Regions from separate parts of the Mus musculus genome. Here regions 1 and 3 are each linked to region 2. A link is a contact called in public HiChIP or PLAC-seq and Micro-C data. All regions are on one chromosome and are shown on one strand. The core of a region is the stretch at or near the end of the contact, and the rest is flanking DNA. Distances in the headings are between cores, read along the strand shown.

Evidence for each region. Hi-C and Micro-C count contacts between places; a contact is called where the count stands out from the background. HiChIP or PLAC-seq counts read pairs in DNA pulled down with a chosen protein or histone mark.
Region 1: a contact with region 2 is called in an H3K27ac HiChIP or PLAC-seq map of microglia, with 5 times the contacts expected there. The contact joins the promoter of Msn here to the promoter of Zc3h12b in region 2. A contact is called at or near these places in 1 of 39 promoter capture datasets (pre-B cells) and 2 of 115 datasets of contacts at active chromatin or transcription factors (the SCID.adh cell line and microglia).
Region 3: a Micro-C map of embryonic stem cells shows a contact between it and region 2, with 7 times the contacts expected there. The contact joins the promoter of Amer1 here to the promoter of Zc3h12b in region 2. A contact is called at or near these places in 2 of 39 promoter capture datasets (cranial neural crest and pre-B cells), 10 of 484 Hi-C or Micro-C datasets (CD4 T cells, LSK cells, the N1E-115 cell line and 4 more) and 4 of 115 datasets of contacts at active chromatin or transcription factors (astrocytes, cardiomyocytes, embryonic limb bud and 1 more).

The regions. Positions count from the first base shown.
Region 1 is chrX:96,094,739-96,098,245 of GRCm38.p6, reverse strand. Msn (moesin) reads right to left here and starts at 2,201. Exons shown (of 13, transcript NM_010833.2): 1 at 2,003-2,201. The coding sequence starts at 2,014.
Region 2 is chrX:95,710,241-95,714,028 of GRCm38.p6, reverse strand. It overlaps Zc3h12b (zinc finger CCCH-type containing 12B), which reads right to left and starts at 2,351. Exons shown (of 9, transcript NM_001034907.3): 1 at 1,883-2,351.
Region 3 is chrX:95,443,494-95,447,452 of GRCm38.p6, reverse strand. Amer1 (APC membrane recruitment 1) reads left to right here and starts at 2,613. Exons shown (of 2, transcript NM_175179.4): 1 at 2,613-2,795.

The DNA of each region.
Region 1 (3,507 bases), core at 952-3,451, 380 kb before region 2:
GAAAAACATCAAAGACCAGACTTTGGGAACTAGCAACCAGAGACAGTCCAAAAAAGGTGTATTTCAACATATTTAAAGTAGGCTGCCTGCTAGAACAAATTAGCTTTAACAGCGAAACTGACTTTCTCTAACACAAACGAAGAAATCTGATTTTACACTACTATTTCGTATCTTTCATAATTTAGAAATGGTTGAGTACACGGTACAGAAGGAGTGGAAGCCGGGTTTAGTGGTGGCTACAATCCCTGCACTTGAGAAGAACTACTTCCAAAAGAGTTTTTAAGTATATCTCAGGCTACAATGTGAGTTCAAACCAGCCTTGGCTAGAATCAAACCCTCTATCAAAACAAATGAACAAGCCAGGCATGATGGCTCAAGCCTGTAATCTCAGCACTGTGGAGGCTGAAGCAGGAAGACTGGCAAAAAAAAAAAAAAAAAAAATCTGAAAGCCACCTACATTACATCGGGAGTCCCATGCCAGCCTAGGTTATAGGGTAAGATCCTGCCCAAGTAAAAAGCCCCGAAATGGAATACATGTGATAAGAAAACAGAAGGGAAGACAACTGAGGGGAGGAAGGAAACCTGCCTGCCGAACGGAAGTCTTGGGGTGAAGGAGGCGACAGGAGGGCAGTGGAGGAGGGGAGCAAATTGTAATTTCACATATGTATATACTTTCACAAAGTATACTTTTATATAAGACCAGGAGACTCTCTCAAAAAATAAAAAATAAAAAAAAGAAAAGAACCCCCCCAAAAAAAAACCCCACCTTGGTATTTCTTAAGAACAGAGTTCTGAGAAGGCAAGGACGATTAGGCAGTGTAGCTAGAATACAGTAAGGGTAGCAAGGAAACTTCAATATAGACACAAAGACCTCCTGTATCTATTCACTCTCCTCTCTTCCGAGGCACCCTCATCCCTTCTCCAGCATCCTAGTCACTGTCTCAGTTCTACCAGGCTCAGGCAGTACTAGAGAGATGGGTAGGCTAGCAATATACAACATGGGAGCCCAGCAAGCCCCATTACCTAAGAAACATAATTCACGGTGGTCATAGGGCCTTCATGAGCAAGGACCTGGCGTGACTTGCACAAAAGCAAGCAGAGCTCATTAGTCAAGCACATACCCCTCCCCCACCCCTCCCTACTGGGCATCCGGCCCCCCTAGGCCTCACTCCCTGGAGGCTTCTGCGAGCAACAGCCAGTGGGGTGGAGACCAGATCTCAAATCAACCACCACACTAGATAGGTGTGGCCCCCACAGGAGAAAACCTATACCTCACAAAACGGTCCTGAGGGGATAGAGAGGCACTATGTCTGACAGGGATTTAATAGAGGAAGAGAAACCTGCCCTGTCTTCCAGTGGGTTGTGTGGGCCCCTCCACAGACTTGTGCCTAATGAAGTGTTTGTACCCCTGGGTAAAGTAACCCAGTTGATGAGACCCTTCACAAATCTTCATTTCCCTGGGGAAAGCAGTTGGGGCTAAGACGCGGTGGAAGGGGACAGAGCAGAAGTGGGGTAGAAGAGGGGCGGTTATGGGAAAGGTGGATGGGTGTGCGGGATCCGCCCTGGGCAACTTCCTCTCTCCTCCCCGCTTCTCTGTAAGCTTGGGGGCTCTTCTGAGACAGTGATAGCTTTGCTACAGAAAGGCGCCAATTCCTGGGCCGGGGAAATGTTCTCAAAAGTAAAGTCGTTTCCCCAGTTCCCAACGACCCTTTAGAATAGGGGATTGATCCAGTCCCTCAAAGAGTTTCCACTGTCTCATCCCAGAGGCGGGGAACTGGAACCCGAGAAAGGCTGGCTCCTCCTTATCCACACTTCTAGTTTGTACACCCTGTCACCCTCTAGAGCGCTCAAATTAGGGCTCCACTATCTTCTCCTTCCTAGGGCCTTAGTGGACAGCCCAGCATCCCCGGCAGGCCTGTGAGCAACCAAGCCCGAAGCCATAAAGTGGCAAGGGTCAAGCTTGGAGCCCCCAGGGCCGACCGCGCTAGTTGTCGGCACTCACCGTCTTCGGCATGGTGGCGGCAAGGGCAGAGGAGTTGGTGAAGTTTGGCTGGAAACTGTCGGGCTGCTCTGAGCGCGCAGTACACTTCGGCAAGGACTCCGGAGAACCGGGTGCTCAGATTGGGTCCCACTCTAGCGTTGGGCGACTGCTCCGCTTCCTGCTAACGGGCCACGACTTTACAAACCCCACCCAGGAAAGAGCCGCCCCCGTTGCGCTGCTCGCTCCTTTATGTGGCCGGGCTTCCGCGCCTCTCCCCGCCCTCCCGCCAGCCTGCCCGCGGCTTCGGGCATCGCCCCGCCCAGCCCGGCCCAGCCCAGAGAGGCTACTCTGGCCACGTGGGGGGCCAGGCTCGGGGCCAAAACTCCCCAAGGACTCCCACTCCCCACTAGTGCCCACTCTGCCCCCTCCCACCTTTCCTCACTGCCCCCCTCCCTCCAAGTTTCGACCATCTGACTCCGCCCCCAGTCTGAGCCAGAGCTTGACTGGGGGGCCACACCCTAGCAGATGCTTTTCAGCCCTGAACCATGAGTTACCAATGTTGGGAACCCGTTGCCTAGTAGAACTGCTGAGTTCCCTCTCTAGGAAGCCTTGTTGGTTAGAAAGTTCCCGCTTGTGGACATTTGAACTCCTCTTTTTCTCTGTGACCTCCAATCATGCCACACCTAAGTTCCCTGGGACCACAACAAATCCTCTGCTGTCCATAGCAGCTCCTGAGAGTTCTGCTACTCCTCAGGAAACTTCTGGGCTAAACTTCAGCTCCTCCTCAACAGTTCACTCCCTTCTAGAGGACTCATTTAACCTGTGACATTTCCTTCGACCTTGTATTTATTTGTTTGTTTGTTTGTTTGTTTGTTTATTATTTATTTATTTCATTTTCTCCAGAACTGGGATCCTTTTCCAATTATCTGTCTTCTATGTTCACTTTCAGTCCTCCAATTCCCACTCTCCTCACATCAGTGTCTTGGTCTTTTCCTTAGTCCTTCCCCAACATTTTGGATTTGTTTTGTCTGTCACCAGAGCTGGCTCTAAACTCATTATTTAGCTTAGGTTTGTCTTGAACTCTCAGTTCTAAGACACTGGCTTAGGTTTGTCTTGAACTCATAATCCTACTACCTCAACTAGATTGCAGATGTCTGACACCGGTTCTATACATTCACTTGCTTTGACACAGCGCACTAACAGCAGCCAGTTGACTTGCATTCCCAGTCCTCCTGTTTCTACCACCTTAGTGCTCAGACAATACCAGGCAGACATTCACTTTTTGATAAGAGTATAAGACTCTCGGGTGATATATGCCCTCCAGTTCTGGCAACTGTGCAGGAGCATGGGTTGTGTGTCTTTCATGAAGTAAATTACCATATACCTCAGTGATGGAGAGTCAAACACAGAATAGTGGAAAGGACACCTCAACACTCACCAGGCTTCAGATCATTGTTTCATCATGAACTCAGCCTGTGTCCTCTGCACTTTCTTGGGTAATTCCCTTCCCCCCTCTAGTATTGAGT
Region 2 (3,788 bases), core at 1,102-3,601:
GAACTGTTTCAGTTGGCTTTTTAAATTTTTTCTATTACTGGTTACCAGCAACCAGATCCAGTGTCTCATGCTTCTAGATATTCTGCTTCAAGCAACACCAACAGACCCTGGAACCTGTGTCTAATCTACTCTTCTCCTTGCCTACCACAGTGATGTTCACTGAGTGAAAATCTAAAAAATGAAAACTTATTAAAAATCTCTGAAAATAAAATAAATAAAACCCAGCAAAAACAAACTTTATTCCAGAATTTAATGATCAAGTCCTTAACAGCACTTGCAAAACAAAATATCATTTTCCCATATGTTTATGACAGTTTGTGGGAATGCTAGGCTATGTGGTACTTACTTGACCATATTCATTATTGTCAAATTCTTTTCCTTTAGATGTAATAGTATTTCAAATAATTAGGAGTAAAATTCATCAAGACCTTTTGCAAACAGAAACGACCTCTAAGTTTGAAATCTAGGCTCCTGAAGCATGCCTGTCTGCCAATGCATAGCAGATAACTCACATCGAGGTAGAAAACTATTTTTTCCCCTAGTATTATACTTTAAACACAGGAACATCTCAAACACAAAAGCAATCCATATAAGACATTTTCCCTAAAACTATCAAGAAACTGGAAGTGTTAACAGATTCACTAGCCAAAGTTACCTAATCACACACAGCATCTATATACTTTTTAAAGTTCTCTAGCTTAAAAGAGGTAACCGAAAACTAAATTTAGCTTTTCCACCAATGTGCTTCTTTTTCTCCACTTCTTTTTAGATAAGAGACCTGAAATGGCTTAAAACTGTCAGGATGGAAGAGAGTGAAATAAAAGAACCCATCTTTTGTTGTCAGCCCACAGGAGTACCTTGCAATTAAAATTATACATCAATTCAAATTGAGTTCACGTTTGAAAAGGGTCAACTGGGAACTGTAAATTTTCACATCTGCTTTTAAAGTAACAGTCTCACACCTCAAAATAATTGTGAAAAACGCCTTGCAACTTTAGAACCTTATCTAATCATGGTATCCAAAGTCTCACTTTGGGTGTCTTGGGCCAAATGTTTTTGAGAGAAGTTGACTATTTTCAACTATACCTTATACTCTAATTTAAGAAGAACAAATAAGTCACAACTATCTTTATTTTTATTAAGAGTATCTAAGTTTCACCAACACATTTTTAAATGAAGACGTGAGTCATTTTTGATGAAGAATACTTTGTAAAATGTTTCCCCTATTGTCAATATTTTACTTTGTCCACTTCTCAAGTTTGGTGGTACTTTGGTTGTCAAATAGGACATGTCACTAGTTTTGTCTTATTATCACTATTATTTAACATAACTAATATCTGCCTAGCTTTACATGCTAAGAATCAGGGGCTAGGCATATGGCTTGCCTACTGCACATGAGTATAAACAATACTGCAAAGTAAGGTACCACTCAAGCTATCTGGTCAATTCTTTCGTCATGAAGCATCAGCAATGCGGAGGATGGGCTCTTGACAAGCCTCAGGTCAGGTCAGGCTGTCTCCCGTGATCAAGAGTCAGAGCCACAGTTAGAACAAGGAGTAAAATGTGAACAGGGCACTAGAAGAATCTGTTTCCAGACCAGAGACTAAGAAGGTGCACGACTGTACTTAGAATCATCAGCATCTAAGAAGCAACCCCAGGCCTTAATCACTGACACTATGTTTCTGGAAGCCAGGATTGAGATCACAAAGTGACGGCTTTCAAAAGGAAAACTAACTGGAAGAAATTACCCGCGAGCAGATGCAGGAAGGGTGTCAGAAGCTTCTGAATGAGAGTGCAGAGCTTCATTGGCCTGCTGGGGCCCCAGAGACCCTAAGACCAGAAAACAGCTTGAGCACCAGGAGACTGCGGTGCCACTACTCACCCCTACTCTCCTAAGGTCTTGTTGTCGCCTCGCACCATGCAGCCCCTGCGGAGGGGAAAACTTTCCCCCTCCCCCGCCGCTGAGGGTGGGATCCGCGGAAGAGAGGAGGCGGCGTCGCAGCTGTTCAAGCAGGGCCAGATAAGCGCCGGGTGCAAGAGAACCAGCCTGGCGCTTGTGCCCCTGGCGGCCACCAACTTCACCACCATCGACTTGGAGGGCCAGGAGGAAGCAAAGGCGGCAGGCCTTCGCCCAGCAGACCGAACTCTCCCGGAATACTAGGCCTGCGCTTCTGGCAGGACCGTCTGCCCCGGTCCTCTCAGCAACAGGACCCCCCAGGCTTAATTCCAATTGCTTTGGCCCCGCGACCACAGAACAGTGGCTGCTCCCTCTTGGGGCCGCGGTCGCAGCTGCATCCTCGTGCTCCTCTTCCTCTGGCGCTGCTGCCTACACACACAGCCCCGGCGCAGTTACCACCGCGGCGCCTGGATCGCCGTTTCTTAGCAACCGCGCGCATGCGCCCCACCCCCGCCAGGGACCACTGGAGCCGCGGTCTGATCTCGGACGAGTTTGGTTTGCGACCTAGAAAAAGTGAACAAAACCCCACTTCCTAGGCAGGCCCTAACGTCAGGGTAAAAGAATCGTGAGGAGAGGTCCAAGATGTTCTGAAATGGAGAGGCCTGGAGACTTAGGATGAGATCCTTGGATAGGCATGTGAACTATGGATGGTTTTCCTGCAGGCTTTTCTTGTACTTTACCAGAGTGATCTTTATAAAACTCCCAACTCTCACTTGCCTCTGGTCAGGAGAATGGAATTGCTGCCAAATTTGTATTTCTGTTCTTTTTCTAACCTCTCTAAATCTGTTTCTTCAACTGTAAATGAGAAACACAGTACTCTGAATACTTATAAGGATGAAGAGAAAAAGTACGTGAAGCACTTAACATACATAACCTACTGTGACACAGAGTAAGCATTCAATAAAAAAGGAGCTATTTGCAATGGCTCATCACTCTGTACAATACAAGACAAAGTGCCTGCTCTCTAGTTGAACATTCTAGCTTAATAAAGTCCTCCGAGAGTAGTCTGGTTTCATTCTAATTCCAGACCTTAGTCACCCAACTGTAGATAGGTTTTACACATTCTCAGATTGAAGTGTATAAAATGCCTACATACATTTTCTATTTTCATCTGGAAAAGAAATCTGTGTGAGCCCAGGAACTAATGAACATCCAGTGATCTTTCCAAAACTACTCATTAATGTTAAAAGACTAGTACTAAAAACTGACATTTAAACAATGGTTATACATAAAACATTTTGTGTCATTTTCTGCTGGCTATTGATCTTCTGAAAATCAGCCTTAACTTTTCTGTAATGTGTAATTATAAGACAAAAACATGTAATTAATTCTGAACATAATACAATGTATAAATAGTATGTGCATATTTACAGAATATACCCTACTGAATGATAATCTAATGAAATATACATTTTAGATACTATTTAAAAGCCTATGCCATGTAAAACCTTTGCAAAGCCCTAAAAATGTTAATAAGATATAATTTTCAAATGGACTATAAATTTAAAATGAAACTTTATGGCAACCAGAGAGCCAGTAAATATTTTAAAAACTGTATTTTCAGTGGTGTCTAAACACTAAATTGCCTTCCTTTGGTCACATGCTCTAGCTGCATCTATTGTATTGATAAAGAAGTAAGTCCTATCAACAAACAGAAGTGTCTATACACATTTGTAAAGAAAGAAGACTTTCTTATTGAATAAACACAAAAAAGTACATGCAGATGGTTGGCCTTCAAGTCACTGCAAATTTAAGATGAAATTTAAGATGGGATTTGAGGTAGATGTTTGCTTAACTAATTGACTTATTCTAAAAGAATAGTAAAACATCT
Region 3 (3,959 bases), core at 1,364-3,863, 270 kb after region 2:
AGATCTCCTGGGAGGCCTTCAGCCGGTTGGGTCTTCAGTGAAGCAGTTAAGGTGTTATCCAACTGGGCTGAGTGCAGCTGATCCTTAACTGCTCTGAGTGCAGTGGATCCTCAACTGCTCTGAGGGCAAAGGGTCCTCAAATGATCAACTGCTCTGAGTGCAGTGGGTCCTCTAGGGTGTATCACGATATAGAGTCTTCACGGGAGCAGACCAACTAGGAGTCTGTCCCAGCAGCAAGGACAAGGCAGAAGAGGTGGAAGGGACAGAAGGAAGGTGAGTGGTATTCGGGAGGGTGGGGGCTTTGGTAGATGATGGGGCCCAAGTCCACCAGGCTCCCAGAAGCAGCTCTGGGACTGGGGGAGGGGGCATTGAGGGGGGTTTCTTACCAACTGCTCTGAGTGCAGTGGTTGCTCTAGGATGGATTGAAATATGGAGTCTTCACAGGAGCAGACTCGCTCAGGGCTTTTTCAAGGCCACAATCTGGTTGTTTTGCACATGTTCTCACATCCAGGATTGTCTTGTCTTTTGTTTCCCTGGACTCCATATTTTCAAACTATCTTTTCCAAATAATAATCTTGGTCTAATTAAAAAAAAAACAAAGCAAGAATCTGTTTGAAATGTGAGCAAGTTTCAAATGACAGAGACACAGGTTAGCAGAGTATGATAGAGTATGAATAGGAAATACGGCATGTCCAGCCTAACAAATGAGAATTGGGGTTTTGCAAAGCTGGAAAGCAGAGATCCAAGGAAATGTTATAGTCCGGCCATTCAAAGCAGGCTGGGGGAATGATTTCTACAGCAAAGCTATACTGAGTTAGCAGCAGGTTGCCATTCAATGTTTACTGAGATCCAGGCCTAGGACTCTGATTCTGATTCATATTGCAAATTTTTGGTGAAGATATCTAGAATCTCATTGAAGGTCATGAAATATTATAGAAAGGATTGAGTTGAACTGATCAAGTTTCTTACCTCTTTGGGAAAATCGAATAATTGGCTCCGATGGGAGACCAGGTTGGCCAAGGTCTCATAGCAAGTCTGAGGCAGAAAGAAGAGTAGATAGATGCCAGCCCTTAACAGCCACAACAATTCCTTAGCTTCACACAGGCAGTGGCAGCAGTCCACGTCTCACTAGTTCAGCTTCTGTGTATTTACAAGGTAGACAAGATCCAACAGGGCAACAGGTGACTATTCATTGGGGGTTGGAGGTGGGGACTGCCATTGTTTTCTAATCCTTCTCTGATCCTCACCCTCAATTCACTTCTCCCTCCCCTTTTAGACATTGAAGGAGTTTTCAAGCTGGGATTTCTGTACATTCCAGAGCTGGTTATACAACCGGATTCTTTGTTGCTCCAGCTCACCTGGCACTGGCAGTTACTAATGCCACTTAATGTCTTTAGGCTAGTTAGAGGCCTAAGCTCAGCTGGCCCGTTGCCACATTCCAGACACAGTAGCCTGTAAGGCTGGTCTGACAGGCCTCCTCAGTGTTCCTCAGTATGACCTCTGGTTAGGGCTCACACAAAACTTCTTTCCCTATCTAGAAAAGGGATCTGCACAGACCAGACTCACAATTGATGAAGTGTGCTCTGGAGATCTTTGTTTGTTTAATTTTGCTTTTGTTTTTGGAGACAGGGTTTCTCTGTATAGCCCTGGCTGTCCTGGAACTCACATTGTAGACCAGACTAGCCTCAGACTCAGAAATCCGCATGCCTCTGCCTCCCGAGTGCTGGGATTAAAGGCATGTGCCACCACTGCCCGCCTGGAGATCTTGAGAATCATTCCATGTTCGTTGGAAGGTATGGAATTTAGGTGAGAGGCCAACTATTGAAATAGTATACTCTAAAAACAGTTATTTTCCTAGGGAAGAAAAGTGAAAGGTACCCTGAAAGGTAAGTATAGGTCTATATTCCAAATATGTCCCAGTTACTGGCAGTCTAAGTAACGGAGGTGAAGTGCCTTTTCCCAGGCAGCACTGATGGTAGTTGACCTCAATCTTGCCTTCCCTAAGAGCCTGGGGCAAGCAAGGAAAGTGCAGGGCTAAGGAGCCAGGTGGTGTGGGGGTGGGAGGACCAAGAGGCAGGTCACTTTCCTGACAGGTGATTTCCTCTCTGGGAAGACCAGCCACCTGGCCCTGCTGCCACTCTTAATAATTAGCCAACCATGGTGCTAAAGGTTTCTGCAGGCCCCACAATCTCTGGCTCCTTCCTTTTCTCCCCCACTTCTCACAGCTAGTCTCGAACTGAGTGGAGAAACTCTTTGGTAGCAACCTGGGAGCAGTAGCGCAAAAGCACCAAGTTAAGGAATGAGGAATGTATGCAAAATCGAAACCGAGTTCCAAGAGTCTGGCAAGTCCCATTTGGGCGGGACTAGCTCCGGGAGTAGGGTGTGTAGCCACGCTGAAACCCGCCCCGCGTGGGAGCGGAAGTAGGGAGTCCCTGCAAGGGGTTCGACAACCTCTCCGCCCCCCTGCCAATACCACGCCCGATTTATTTGCATTTAAAGAGAGAAGCACCAAGGAAAACAGTGGGCGGGCGAGGGCATGCCTTCCAGCCGTCATGATTGGACTGTATGCCTGCCAATCATATCACGGACGTCCCACCCTATAACTGTGGAGTCCGGGGTGAAGGGGGTATGGGGGAGCTGCCCAGAGCCTGGAGAAGGGTAGTCGGCGCAGAAGACTGCTGTAGTCCCGGTGAAGGCTGCGGCAGGAGCAGTGGTGGCGTTCTCAGCAGAGGCTCCAGCTCAAATCGGAGCAGCGCAGCAGACAATAAACAGCGCTGGGAGCTGGACCTGGCAGGGTAAGCATTGCACACAGCTAAGAGCCATCCTGCTGAAGGTCTAGTGCATCCCCGCGTGCTCCGCTCTGGTCTCCTGGACTAGGGTTTCCAGAGCCTGGCTGATCGGAGTCCCAGCCTCTTGCTGGTCTTTCTTTGAACTCGCTTTGCGTACTGTCCAGCGAAGGGCCCAGCGGCCGTTAGTCTTTAGGGTCCGGGCGACCGTGGCTGGGGGGTGGGGTGGGAGGGCCGGAAGGCGGGCGGACTATCCTGGGCTACGCCTCTAGGTTGTAATGGGAGGCTGGGATGGGCCCACACGTGCTGTTGCGTGGTTCCGGGAAGGGCGCCGCTAGCCAGCACCCGGAGAACGCATTTGCAGGCCGGGAACTCCTTATCTTTGTTTGTAGTATATTTTCTGGAACAGCTGTTAGGCCGGTGCTGCTCACCCGCGAGGCCTTGCTGTGGCCCCTCCCCTCTGCGGTGCATCTCCTATGTCTCTCCTCTGCAGAGGAAGCTGGCGCGCTCGCTTATGGCCAGACTGAGACTGGCTTTAGGGTGGATTAAGATATCCACAGTCTGTTCCTCCTCAAGGGAGCACAGTTGGGTTTCTGAACTTCCCACTTATCCTGGAACCTTGGTCCTATGGTCCCAACCAGCCGCACCCCCTCCTGGGCCTCCAGTCTGTCGTTTGGCTCCCACCCCCATTGCAGGCGGGCTGGACCAGGAGCTCTTACTGGCCCTTGGGTTAGAGCTGCAAGGCCGCTTTGTTGCCGCCCCCACCCCCTACGCGCCTCTTTTCCCTTGTAGGGCATAGGGCGCGTTTTTTTTTCTTTTTCTCTCCAGCCTTTGGTTTAAAATAGCAATAGGCACAATATTGTGGGGGGATTTCCCTGCTAGAGGCGGAGGGGGCCGTCGTTGTAGTAAAGAACACACAGTATATATAAGGCAGACAAATCCTACAACTTCTCAGTTACTTAAAATACCCAGCCTGCCAGACTGCTGTCATTGTCTGCTGCAGACACCTCTGACACTGGTGACCGCCCAAAGGCGTGATTTCTCCTGAGCTCCCCTTTGAGGGGCTAAGCTTGCCAGATGAGCCATGGGAGGCAAAGGCGGCAGCGGGACTAATACAGCAGGACCATCCTCCCTGTCGCTGGACTCGCCTTGAGAGAAGTGTAGACAGCCCTG